Regions from separate parts of the Sus scrofa genome. Here regions 1 and 3 are each linked to region 2. A link is a contact called in public Hi-C and HiChIP or PLAC-seq data. All regions are on one chromosome and are shown on one strand. The core of a region is the stretch at or near the end of the contact, and the rest is flanking DNA. Distances in the headings are between cores, read along the strand shown.

Region 1 (3,917 bases), core at 1,005-3,504, 170 kb before region 2:
CGGATCCCATGTTGCTTTGGCTCTGGCATAGGCTGACAGCAACAGCTCTGATTTGACCCCTAGCCTGGGAACCTCCATATGCCCTGGGAGCGGCCCTAGAAAAGGCAAAAAGACCAAAAAAAAAAAAAAAGACAAAAAAAAAAGAAGGGACATTAACGTTTCAGAGATGGGCAGGAGGAAGGGTCCCCAAGGACCCTGTTGGCCATAAAACCTGGGCCTGGCATTTTAGGCCCCTTCCCTGGGCAACCAGCATGTGAGGTTTCTGGAGGTCTCTTCCTTCTTTGTAGATCTTGATCCCTTGGGCCAAGTCGCATGCGATTACAGAGCATACAGGTCAGTAAGAGGGTGAGGGAGGCATCAATTGCTGACCGCTTACCCATGAGTCAGGACTCTTGGTTGTAAGCGACAGAAACCCCACCCAACCAGTTTAAGCAAAAAGAAGAGTTTCTGGATTCACTTGAGTGAAAACTGGCTGCAGGTTGGCCTGGATCTAGGTGCTCACGTGATGGCATCCGCAGTGTCTCTCTCCAGCGCTCAGCGAGGCTTCCTTCAGTCTCTAGCAGGCTTGCCTTTTGTAGATGGTCATCAGCAGCTCTGGGCTTCTATCCTCCTCCTTCAGAACACCCGAAGGGAAGAGTGAATCCAGGGAATTGGGGCCCCACCCTGAACGGGTCACTGACTCTGATAGGCTAAAGCCCCACTGCTGTCAGAGGCAGGCCAGCTCGACTCGGATCTTGTGCACTGTGAGTGGGAGGGGCGGTTTTCCAGAGGCTGTCCCCAGAAGGGAGGCTGGTGTCAGACGACAGCAGGTGAGAGCCAGGCAGCCAGCCTCACAGTCCCCAAGGGCAAGGTGATGGTTCTGTTTATAGACAAGGAAACCAAGACTCCGAGACATCAAGTCTCTTGCCCAAGGCCCAACAGCTAGTCAGCAGTTGATCCATGATTTGACCCCAAGGAAGTGATAGACCCAGGATTTGAACCCAGGTTTCCTGCTCTGTCTTAAAGATGATATGGGCAGTGGTGAGGGAGCTCTGAGATGTGAGAGGCCAGAGCAGGGCCCGGCTGGCCGGGAGGGGCTCCCAGGGCAACCAGGCCTGAAGCAGGAACTAGGAAGCTGGACTGAGGTGTCGCAAGAGTTGGGGGTGGTCCTCTGGGTGGGGAGCCTGAAGGTGGGAAGGGAGACTGGGAGGGTCTCACATCCTTGCTGGGGGGGTCTGTGTTCTCCTAGGCCGAGCAGCGCCTCCCAGTGGTCGGTACTCACATGTGGCAGCTGTGCTTGGTGGCAGTGTCCTGTTGGTGGCAGGGGGGTACAGTGGCCGGCCCCGTGGGGACTTGATGGCCTACAAGGTGCCTCCTTTTGTGTTCCAGGCGCCTGCTCCAGATGTGAGCACTGGGGGGACCGGGAGAGGGTGGCTGGGGAGGAGGTAGCATGATTCCCAGGGTTGAGGGTGGAGATTGAGGGGTCTCTGTGGGAAGGAGTGGCAGTCCCTAGGGCCATGGAGGAGGGAGATCAGCCCCCCAATTCTAGGGAGAAGGAATGCTGCTCGCTGGGCTGAGGGCAGAGGGGCAGTGGTCTCCGGGGTTGGGGGAGAAGTGGTCACCTTGGAAGTCTTCAAGGTGCTGAGTCGTGGGGTTCCCAGGGATAATCAAAGTGCGTGAGGACGTGGGAGCAGGCCCCAGGTCTGAGCCCCTCTGCCCCCGCCATCTGTCTACAGTACCACTTGGACTATTGCTCGATGTACACCGACCACAGCGTCTGCTCTCGAGACCCTGAATGCAGCTGGTGTCAGGGGGCCTGCCAAGCTGCACTGCCTCCTGGGACTCCCTCTGGGGCTGTGAGTGTCCTAGTACTCTGTCCCCCAGCACAGAGACCTGGTCCTCAGTGTCTCCTTTTGTTTAAACCAAGTAGAGAAGGATGTTCCTGCATGTGGGAGACCTGTTTTCCACCTGAGATGGGCATTCCTGATTTCTGACTGCTCACCCTTGACCCTTTGACCCTCTCCTCTGTCTTTGTGAACTTATAACCCTGGCCGTGGACACCCCACCCTGTCCTCTTGCTCTTTCTTAGCCCAACCTGGCTTTCAGTGCCCTTTGCTAGTGTCCTGGCCTTTCTGCCCAGGACTCCTGAGTCCACAGCTCTCCTCAGGTCCTTTAAGCTCCGGGAGATGGCGACTCCTGTCTTTCCCTCCTCTGTAGTGTCCTGCTGCCAGCTGTCTGGGCCTGGGCCGCCTCCTGGGTGACTGCCAGGCCTGCTTGGCATTCAGCAGCACAGCAGCTCCTCCCCGGGGGCCCGGCGCCCTGGGCTGGTGCGTACACAATGAGAGCTGCCTCCCTCGACCTGGTGAGTGTCCCGTGGCAGTGTGGGAGGGGGCAGCACGGCACCCCACACCAACACCCGTCTTCCCACCCTCCTGTCCTCACAGAGCAGGCCCGCTGCCGAGGCGAGCAGATCTCAGGCACCGTGGGCTGGTGGGGGCCCGCACCTGTCTTCGTTACCTCCCTGGAGGCCTGTGTCACCCAGAGCTTCCTGCCTGGCCTGCACCTGCTCACCTTCCAACAGCCACCCAATGCCTCCCAGCCCGACAAGGTGGGGAGCCAGGGAATGGGGCCCAGTGTGGAGGATTCAAGGGTCCTAGAGTGTTCATTTTTCCGATGGATCTTTTCGCTCTTGTGTTTACCCCATGAGTCTACGTTCAAGGGTCTGATTTTCCTTATTGACTTAACAAAGGTTTTTTTTTTAACTGTGGTAGAACATGTATAACATACAATTTGCCACTAGTGACATTTAGCACATTGACAACATTGTGCAGCCGTCACCACTGTCTACTTCCAGAACGTGTTTTATTACCCCAAAAGGAAACCCTCTCCATTCCCCACTCCCTTGGCCCCTGGCAGCCACTGACTTTGCTGGATTAGTTAACTCTGGATAGCCCATGTAAGTGGAATCATGTAAGATGTGGCCTTCTATGCGTGGCTTCTTTCACTTAGCATGATGTTTCGAAGGCTCATCCACGTGGCATGTGTCAGAACTTCACTCCTTTGTATGGCTGAATGACGTTCCAGTGTGTGGCCAAGCCACATCCATTCATCAGATGATGACATTGCGTTGTTTGCCCCTTTTGGCCATTTTTTTCTTTTTGTTTCACTTGAGGTCTCATTGACAAACAACCATATATTAGTTTTTAGCGTGCAGCGTGATAATTTGATACTTGCCATCTATCGAAGTGAAACCCTGTTTTCAATTATTTTGGGGATAGAGGAACAGAGTCATAGGGTAATCCTGTGTTTAACTTACTGAGGAATCACCAACTGTTTTTCACAGTGCTTCCTTACTCATTTTTATTTATTTATTTACTTTGGCTGTTTAGGGCCGCACCTGTGGCATATGGAAGTTCCCAGGCTAGGGTCAAATCAGAACTGCAGCTGCTGGCCTACACCACAGCTCGCGACAATGCCGGATCCGTTACTCACTGAGTGAGGCTAGGGATTGAACCCACGTCCCCATGAATACTGGTCAGATTCATTTCCACTGCACCACAGTGGGAACTCCCCTTACTGATTTTTTTTCCCCCCTTACTGATTTTTAAAATAGGTATTATAGGCACGTGGTTCAAAAATCACAACAATGTAAAAAGTTGTTGAGTGAAAAGTCTCTTCCAGCTTCCCCAGTCCCCACCCCTCAGGGTGGGAAGCTGGCCTCAGCATCCGCCCAACTTGAGTCCACCCCAAGTTTCCCCAGAAGATCTATCTGGATTTCTTTTATATCCCAGAGTTTACCTATTCACCTACAAGTAAATGTGACCTTTAATTGTTTTTCTTTCATGTAATATGCTGTCTACACTATCCTGCCACTTGGCTTTTTCCTTAATGTATCCTGGCAAGCTTCCTGGAGCAGAACTTTGGAAAGACCTCTGTGT
Region 2 (4,103 bases), core at 328-2,827:
ATTGAAGGGCACTGATTCAATAGTGATCTGGGCAGTGGCGGGCAAGTTCCAGAAGCTTAGGAGTGAGACTAGGGGGAAAGAGAGAGAAATCAGTTAATATTCTGTTTTTTAAGCAGGTCATTTTGGTTTTTCAATTTTGAACATGCCATGGGCGTGTGGAAGCTCCCCAGGCCAGAAATCAAACCCAAGCCACAGGAGTGACAACAGTGGATCCTTAATATTGAGCCACTAGGGAACTCCTCAATATTCTGACCTGTGTATTAGGATGGAAAAATGTGGCCCTGGGTCCTGAGAAGGTCTCTTCATCCCTTAGCCTTTTTTGCACTGTGTGTGTGTGTGTGTGTGTGTGTGTGTGTGTCCTACTGGTTGAAGGTCAGCAGCATGACCCCCATTACTTCATCTTCTCTGAACTTGTTATTTCCTCTGCCTTCCCAGGTGTGTGCCTGGCTCACTCCCTCACGGCCCTCACACGCCTGCTCACACTCAACGGGTCTCTTGGGACCTACCCTGCCCAACCTCCTGCTCTAAGGACCCCATCTTTGCTGTCTTTTTTTATTTTTTTTAAGGGCCATACCCACGGCATATGGCTATTCCTGGGCTAGGAGTCAAATCAGAACTACAACCACTGGCCTACACCACAGCCACAGCAATGCCAGACCCAAATCGTGCCTGTGACCTATACCAAAGCTCATGGCAACGCCGGATCCTTAATCCACTGAGCGAGGCCAGGGATAGAACCTGCATCCTCACGGATACTGGTGAGATTCATTTCCACTGAGCCACAATGGGAACTTCCCCATCTTCACTGTCCACCTTTCCCTGCTCTGTTTCCTCAAGACACTTGTCAGCACTGACAGCACATTCTGAATCTCTCTGTGTCTGTCTTTCCTCCCCATAGAACGTGAGCTCTGTGAGGGCAGGAACTTGTCTGATTCTTTTGTCCCCTGAGTGCCTGGAACAGGCTGCAAACACATGGTGATGAAGCAATCAGTGTCCCCAGCGCCCTCCACACCTTGGTGTTTATTTGCCATTTTCTGAAGTTGGTGGGTAATGTAATGTTTAGTGTCCCTGGTTGAGTTGTTTCTCTATGACAATAACTGATTAATATCGTTATCAGTTTTCAACAGTTATTGCTCAGTGAAGAATAACTTGTAAGACCTACAGAATCGCGGTGTCCTGCCCCTCACCAATTGCAGTTCACTGAGATTTTCCTATTGCCGAGCCCCTCTCCCCTCCTATTGTGGTCCCCTGTCCTCTCCCCTCAGGTCCAAACAGAAGCCCCTAGTCCCCTCTCAGAGCCCTGTCTCCCCAGAAGACCCCAGCCAGTCTCTGTTCTCCCATCTCTAATTACTCCCTGAAAATTGTCCCCTCTTACCTGCCAGCAGGAGCCTGTGCCAGGGGACATGCCCTCTGTGGGCAGGGGCTGAGGGGGGCTCCATGGTGCCTGCTGCCTGCTGTGTCCCTCCCTGTCAGAGAAGAGTTTCTGCTCCAGAAAGGCCCACAAGCACTGCTGTCTGATGTGTGAGCTCTGCTGTCCTTCCTCCCTCTGTGCTGGGCCTCCTCCTGGGGCAGGAGCAGTTCCCTGGGTCACGTGGGTGGGGGCGGGGTCTCTCCAGGACCCTCCCTCTCCCTCCTCTCTTGTTCCTGCCTGCCTTCCTTCCTCGCTCTTACCTTTCTATTTGCATTTCATTTTCCTGTGAACCACTGCTGTTTCTGCCTTTTTCAGCTTGACTTCTCACCGTGGAAACACACACACACACAATTTGCCATTGGTTGCGGGGAGCACAGCCCTGGGGCTCAGGGTCCTGGGCATTGCCCCTAGTCCCCAGTTGGAGTGCACAGTCAGCCTCTCCCGCAGTTTCCTCCTCCCCTCCTGAGCACACTTTCTATAGCAAGGCTGATGGGGGCTCCTGAGAGGCTGATCCAAATACCCCAGCATTGGCATCTGCTGTATTCTGCCCTGAGGTCTGTCAGCACCACACAGAGAGTGGAGAGGTCCTTAAACCCGATTATGATTTCCCTTTGTGACAAAGAAACCCAGCTGGGCACCCAGGGTCTTCCCAGCATTCTCAAATGCTCTGACAAGTTTGCATTCTATTCCTGCCAGAAGATCCGGAAAAGGATTGAGAGGCTGGAAAGGGGTCAAGGTCACTGATGCCTGGCGAGAGGGACCCTCCTTCTATCTCTGTTGGAGTCCAGCAAGGCACAGCTTCCAGGAGCCCACGCTCAGGACCTGAAGGAATAGTAGTTCTCAAAGGTGTGCAGTGGGCCTGGCTAGATGGAGGGGCTGACAGAGTCCAGCTGGAGAGCTCGGAGAGCAAGAAAGACCATGGAATAAGGTGACACTGATGAGGGTGAGATTCAGCTCAAGATTCGCAGTCCTTGGGGAGGCGCGAGGCTGTGGAGTAGCTCTGCCGCCCTCTGGTGGACAAGGCGGGAAGTACAGCAGTCACCGTCTCCTGCCGCTCTGTTTTTCAACATCAATCTGTAGACTTTTTACATGGGTCATATATTATGTTAATGCTCCGTCACGCTCCAGCTCTGTGAGTCACAGTCTCTGTTGCTGCAAGAACTCCAACGCCCTTCCTTAAAGAGATGTCACCAAGCTCAGGTTTCCGGGAATGTATATACTAGTCTGCGTTTGTCTCCAGTAAGTTACACTGCGTATATCCCTGTGTGGCAGTGGTGTCTGTGGCTGGAGCACTGGGTGGTGGATCTGTGTGGAGAAGAGGGAGGACCAGGGAACCAGGAATGTCAGAGGGCAAGGTCTTTGTGTCAGGGGAGCATAGGGGAAGGATGGACAGTCAGCTTCCCCTCTCGCTCCCAGGGCCTGGTGTCCAGAACAGAAAGTCTGAATCTGGGACACTCATTGCTACCCTCTCAGTGTCCCTGGGTCAGGTGAGATGGGAGCTGGTTCCTTCTTGTTCATTAAGACCTGGGCCTCGGAGCTCCTGCTGTGTTATAACAGGATCGGCAGCATCTTGGGAGCGCTGGGATGCAAGTTCAATCCCCAGCCCGGCACAGTGGGTTAAGGATCCAGCATTGCCTCAGCTGTGGCTTAGGTCACAACTATGGCTCGGATCTGATCCCTGGCCTAGTAAGTCCGTACGTCACGGGGTGGCCGATAAAGGGGAAAAAAAAAGACCCGGGCCTCATATGTGCCCGGGTCTTCATGGCTGAACTCTTGTGTTAAGTCCACTTTTTGGGGGAGTGGGGGCACAGCCACGATATACGGAAGTTTGTTGGCCAGGAATCAAACCCACGCCTCCTCAGCAACCCGAGCCCCTGCCTACAGTCTGATCCTTAACGCACTGCTTCACAGTGTCCATAAAAGTGGACACTCCTCCAAGTCCACTTTTATCCAGGGTTGTTGACACTCTCTGTCCACATCAGCTGTGAATGGAGAGGCCCCTGTTCCTGAGATGGTTTCGCACAAACGGTCCCACCCAGGGCCTCAGTGGAGCTCCCACAGTGCCTCCGATCCTCTACTTCTCCCCTCCCCACTCCTGGGGTTTCTCCTTGGGCTTCTCTGGACAGCCTCATCCATGGCCTCCACCTGCCCCTGTCCCTGCCATCCCTGTGATCGCAGCCCCCTCAAAATCTCTGTCATTTTTTCTGACCCCTGATCCCTGTGAGGGAAGGACATTGACGCTTAGGCCAGTGCTCTCCAGGCTCTTAACATTTTGGACAGCTTGAGAGTTAGGAACCCTGATGTGTCAGTGGAATCGTTTTTGTGTCTGCCAGTGGAAGCATTCCTTCCTTTGGAACTAAGACCTTCCAGGCCAGCAGAGCACAACGTCATGGGAACAGGAAGTATACATTTTGCTAAGGGATCATTAGGGGTAAGTGAGTGGCATCACTTCTCTTTCCACTCCTTGATTCCTGGACCTGAGAATCCCAGCTATGGGAGTAACAGCACCGTTTAGTGGACCCTGATTCCGAGTATATCTAGCCTCCTGGAATACCTTCCTTCGGCCCTGAAAGGTTTTGCCACCTAGCTGGTGCTGAAATTGAGTTTCCAAAAGGCCTCTCTACTCCTCTGTCAAGTCAGCTGTTTCAGGATGTAAGATTAGTGAATTCCATGAGCATGGCCCATCGCTGCA
Region 3 (3,820 bases), core at 27-2,526, 130 kb before region 2:
GGCTGACTGGTCACTGGGTAGGACATGGCTGCGGAGGTGGAGGACGGGGGTCAGCGGGACAGCCTCGCAGCACTTCCTGGGCCCTCACACCTCAGCCACCCCTCCCTCTGCCGGGCAGTCGGGCGAGGCCACTAGGCCGCCCACTGAGGGGACGCCACTGTGCTTCCCCCTTCCCTCCTGCTACATCTGGGCCTGGTCAGCCCAGCTTGTCCCGGTTGTTGCTGCCTCCTGCACACGTGGTTCAGCGGGGGCTGGGGCGGGGGGCATCCTGCATGTCAGGGAAGGGCCTGCGCCACATGTGGGCGGGGCCGAGACGTGTTTCTGTCTCCTCCACGTCTGGGCCTGGGATGCTGGATTCCTCCATTTCGGAGCTTCTGGGATGCAAACAGGTGCGGTCTGTCTTCGAAGCCAGGGTGCCCAGGGGAGGGAAACGGCCATATTCCAGGGACTTGAAGGTTTGCAGGTCCATCCAGTGATCCCACCTTTGCCTTTCACGTTGTCATGCATCTCAAACTGCATCTTGCTGGCCCTGAGGAGGTGGCTGGCGTTGGGGACCGCAGAGGTGGTGGTGATGACAGCGTCAGAGTCTGTCCAAGGGATGCTGGATACTGGGGGAGGGCAGAGCAAGGGGCAGGGGCACTGGGGGCTGGGTTCTTGGGGGTAAGGATGCTGGGGGAGAAAGAGGCCAAGTCACCTTGCCAGCCACGAGAGACCTGGGACAGGGATGGATGGGGTCGGGGCGAGAAATTCGCCCATCAATGTGCAGCTGCCCGACAGACCCCAGAGGACCCTCCTCATACCAGAGGCAGAGCTGGAGAGAGAGAGAGACCAAGAGACAGAGACAGGCAGAGTCAGAAACAGGAGGAAAAAGACGTCAGAGCCACATACTGCTAGAGATGCCACCAGTAACACTCATACCTGCCCAGTACTTTGACTTTTCTGCAAGCCCATTTCACAGATAGAACACTGAAGCTCAGTGAGGTGAAGAGAAATGTCCCACAGTTGATGGCCCAGCCAAGAGAGTCAGTAGAAGGGAACTAGGCCCCAGGACTTCCAAATTCAACCCAGTGCCATCAGGTTGAGAAGGGGGTCACCAGGGACATTGAGAAAGACAGGGGTGTCCAGAGAGGTAAACAGATTTATAAGGAGACAGATGTGCGTGGAGCTGGGTGGGAAGAAAGCACCAACCTCTGAGCAGAGGGCTGCGGGTGGTTGCTCCTACCTGCGGGACTGCAACGGTGATGATGGAGACAGAGGTGTAGGTGACAGCAGGCACTGAGTTCTCAGTCTTGGGCCAGGAGTTGCTTATATCCAGGCTGGCCATGTGGCCCTGGGCGGGGCTCTGACAAAGGTGTCTAGGGAGCCAAGCCTGTCTGGCTGACTCTTCCCCTCACCGGGACTTTCCCTCCCTCTCTCCCCATCCCCCACCCCCCCACTCCCCCACTCCCCCTACTCCCGGAGGACCTCGGGAGTTGTGGGGCAGGAGGTCCAGGGATGATGAGCTGGGAGTAGAGATAGAAAAGGAAGTGGGCAGAGAGACAGAGAGGTGGAAAGAGAAGGCAGAGGGGAGGCTCAAGGGCACAGCTGTACAGAGACCAAAAGGGGGAGAGAGAGAGATGGGGAAGGAATGGGAGACAGAGGCAGGAGGGGCCAGAGGAGAGAGAGAGACAGAGATTCAGAGAGATGGAGAGAGATGGGAAGATGGAGAGAGAGACGCCAAGACAGAGAGGCACAAAGATCTGGGAGAAATAACAAGAAAGGCGGAGACAGAGATTCGGAGAAAAGACCTGAAGATGGAAAGGTGGAGGGGCTGGTGGGTGGAGGCTCTGGCCACTGGTCAAGCAGTGGCTTAGAGGGAAGGGAAATGGGGGAGACAAGAAAGGGCTCCCTCTCCCTTCACCCTTTGTGAGGCCTTAGTGAGGGGGCCTTGTCCTCCCATTCAGGGCCACCAGGCACATGGGGGGCAGTGTGTTTTGGGGACTCGTGCTGGAACACATGTGCATAAACACATTGCACCCAACTCCAAATTGGGAAGGAGTCTGGGGACTGAGAAACTTGTGCTTCCTGAAGGAGGTGGATGTGGTCTAAGACATCTGAATCCTAGCAGAGGGGAGAACTGGGGGCTGGGATTCCTAGGACGAGGAAGGAGAGGGCTGGTGGTCCAGACTCCTAGGGTTAGGCTAGGCTGCATCCCTGAGTGGCATAGGGGTGTTGGGATACCCAGACTGCTGGGTTCCTGGGAGACGAAAGAGCTGGGGGCCTGGATGCTTGAGTCAACAAAGTCTCCCCCCAACAGGCCTGGCGGGGTTGGAGGTGACTCAGTGAGGGAAGCAGAATTAGAGCCGGGTGGGGTTCCCAGCACGGGTGGCACCCCAAAAAATGTAGGAGGTGCCGTAAAATTGGGGTGTCACCTACAGAGAAGGTAGTGTTGTCACCTCACTAGGGATGGGAATGAGGTGATGAGGTGGATCACCCTGTTGGCCTGGGATCCTAATTCTCCCCCTCCTGTTGGTCCAACACACCAGGTTCTAAGCCTTGGTCTCCTGGCACCACCCAGATAGCTTGCTGTCCTTGTCCCTGGACCTAAGAGCAGCACTCAGCATCTTGCCTGTGTGTGTCCATCACTTGGTCAGGGAGCCTGAATGTCAGGGGAACATCTCCCCACTTCTTTTCTAGTGTCTCTGACCCCCATCTTGCATCTCTGCCTCCAGATCTCTCTTCTCGTCTTTCCTCATTTCTACAAATCTTTCCAAATTTCTCTGGTTCTCTGTCTCCTCATTTCTGAGTCTCTCTTCTCCCAAGCTGTGTTTCAGTTCCCTTATCCTGAAGTCTCTGCCTCCAATCTCAGCATCTCTCCCTATTTTGAGGCCTGCCCCGTGGAGCGGCCACAGGGCCCCATCCCCCAACTCTCCAGATCATGGGCTGCAGGTGACTCAGGGTCAGACCCTAGGGCTCCCAAGGTGACAACCTGAATTGTCCTCAAGTTTCCTCTCCCAACTCTGACACAGCTTAGGAGCCCCAATTAGTTTGATACAGCAACTCATGTAGATGTGGAAATTGGGATTGGGGAAACTGTGAGGTGGCCTGCTTGGGGAGTGAAGAGGAGGGCAGTGGGCAGGAAGAGGGGAAGCCCAGGGGCAGAGGAGTGACTATGGCAGAGTCTCTAGGCATCTGGCCTCCAACCTCCTCAAACAGGGTGGCCAGGTAAAATACAGGATGTCCAGTTAAATTGGAATTTCAGATAAAGAACAAATACTTTTTTTTTTTTTGGTATAAGTAGGTCCCCAGTATTGGATGGGACATATTTAAAAAGTCTCTGCTGTTTATCTGAAATTCTAGGTGAATTTGGTGTCCTATATTTCTATTTGCTAAATCTGGAAACTTACCTTCAAAGACAGAGGAATCCAGATGCCTGGGCCCCTCTGTTTCCAGAACCAGGAATCCTTCCTCCATTCCCCTAGAATCCATGAACTGGGCACCCAGCCCCTATTCCTTCAGAACCCAGGAGTCCAGGCTCCCAGCCCCTCTCTCCCCTGAATTCAGATGTCCAGGCCAGGTCAGGGTCCAGTTGCCCAATGTAGGTTTCACAAGCCGGGTGGTGCCATCCAATGGCTCTGGTGGAACCGGTCTGGCTGAGCTGGCAAGTGAGGTGGCCCCCTTCCCATTCTAAGCCTGTCACTTGCTTCCTCGAGGGCTAGCCCAGCAGGGCTGGGAGTGGAACAGGAGGGACTCGAGCAGCTCTGGGTGTGTCACCGTGTCTGGGTTTGGGTGTGTTGTATCTGTGCCTGGTATGTCCCTCTCTGGGTGCTGTGTATCTGTA

What was found. Hi-C and Micro-C count contacts between places; a contact is called where the count stands out from the background. HiChIP or PLAC-seq counts read pairs in DNA pulled down with a chosen protein or histone mark.
Region 1: an H3K27ac HiChIP or PLAC-seq map of skeletal muscle shows a contact between it and region 2, with 5 times the contacts expected there. The contact joins the enhancer-like site here to the promoter of CEACAM1 in region 2. A contact is called at or near these places in 6 of 47 Hi-C or Micro-C datasets (alveolar macrophages, embryonic fibroblasts, epiblast stem cells and 3 more) and 1 of 2 datasets of contacts at active chromatin or transcription factors (skeletal muscle).
Region 3: a Hi-C map of subcutaneous adipose tissue shows a contact between it and region 2, with 2.0 times the contacts expected there. The contact joins the promoter of CNFN here to the promoter of CEACAM1 in region 2. A contact is called at or near these places in 4 of 47 Hi-C or Micro-C datasets (embryonic fibroblasts, mesenteric adipose tissue, retroperitoneal adipose tissue and 1 more) and 2 of 2 datasets of contacts at active chromatin or transcription factors (alveolar macrophages and skeletal muscle).

The regions. Positions count from the first base shown.
Region 1 is chr6:49,603,743-49,607,659 of Sscrofa11.1, reverse strand. MEGF8 (multiple epidermal growth factor-like domains protein 8) reads left to right here. Exons shown (of 41, transcript XM_005655875.3): 9 at 1,229-1,383; 10 at 1,716-1,835; 11 at 2,197-2,341; 12 at 2,424-2,587. Among named protein-coding and RNA genes, the nearest start is that of MEGF8, 13 kb to the left of the region's middle. Within about 2 kb of position 2,254, at least 12 of the 83 cell types and tissues checked have an H3K27ac peak or open chromatin away from gene starts, as enhancers often do. A contact at or near this core is called in skeletal muscle, where this site is marked.
Region 2 is chr6:49,434,782-49,438,884 of Sscrofa11.1, reverse strand. CEACAM1 (carcinoembryonic antigen-related cell adhesion molecule 1) reads right to left here and starts at 1,577. Exons shown (of 8, transcript XM_021094420.1): 1 at 1,376-1,577; 2 at 1-68. The coding sequence starts at 1,439. The region is part of intron 2 of ATP5SL (ATP synthase subunit s-like protein); the gene reads left to right.
Region 3 is chr6:49,567,488-49,571,307 of Sscrofa11.1, reverse strand. It overlaps CNFN (cornifelin), which reads right to left and starts at 1,276. Exons shown (of 4, transcript NM_001244689.1): 1 at 1,189-1,276; 2 at 1-28. The coding sequence starts at 26.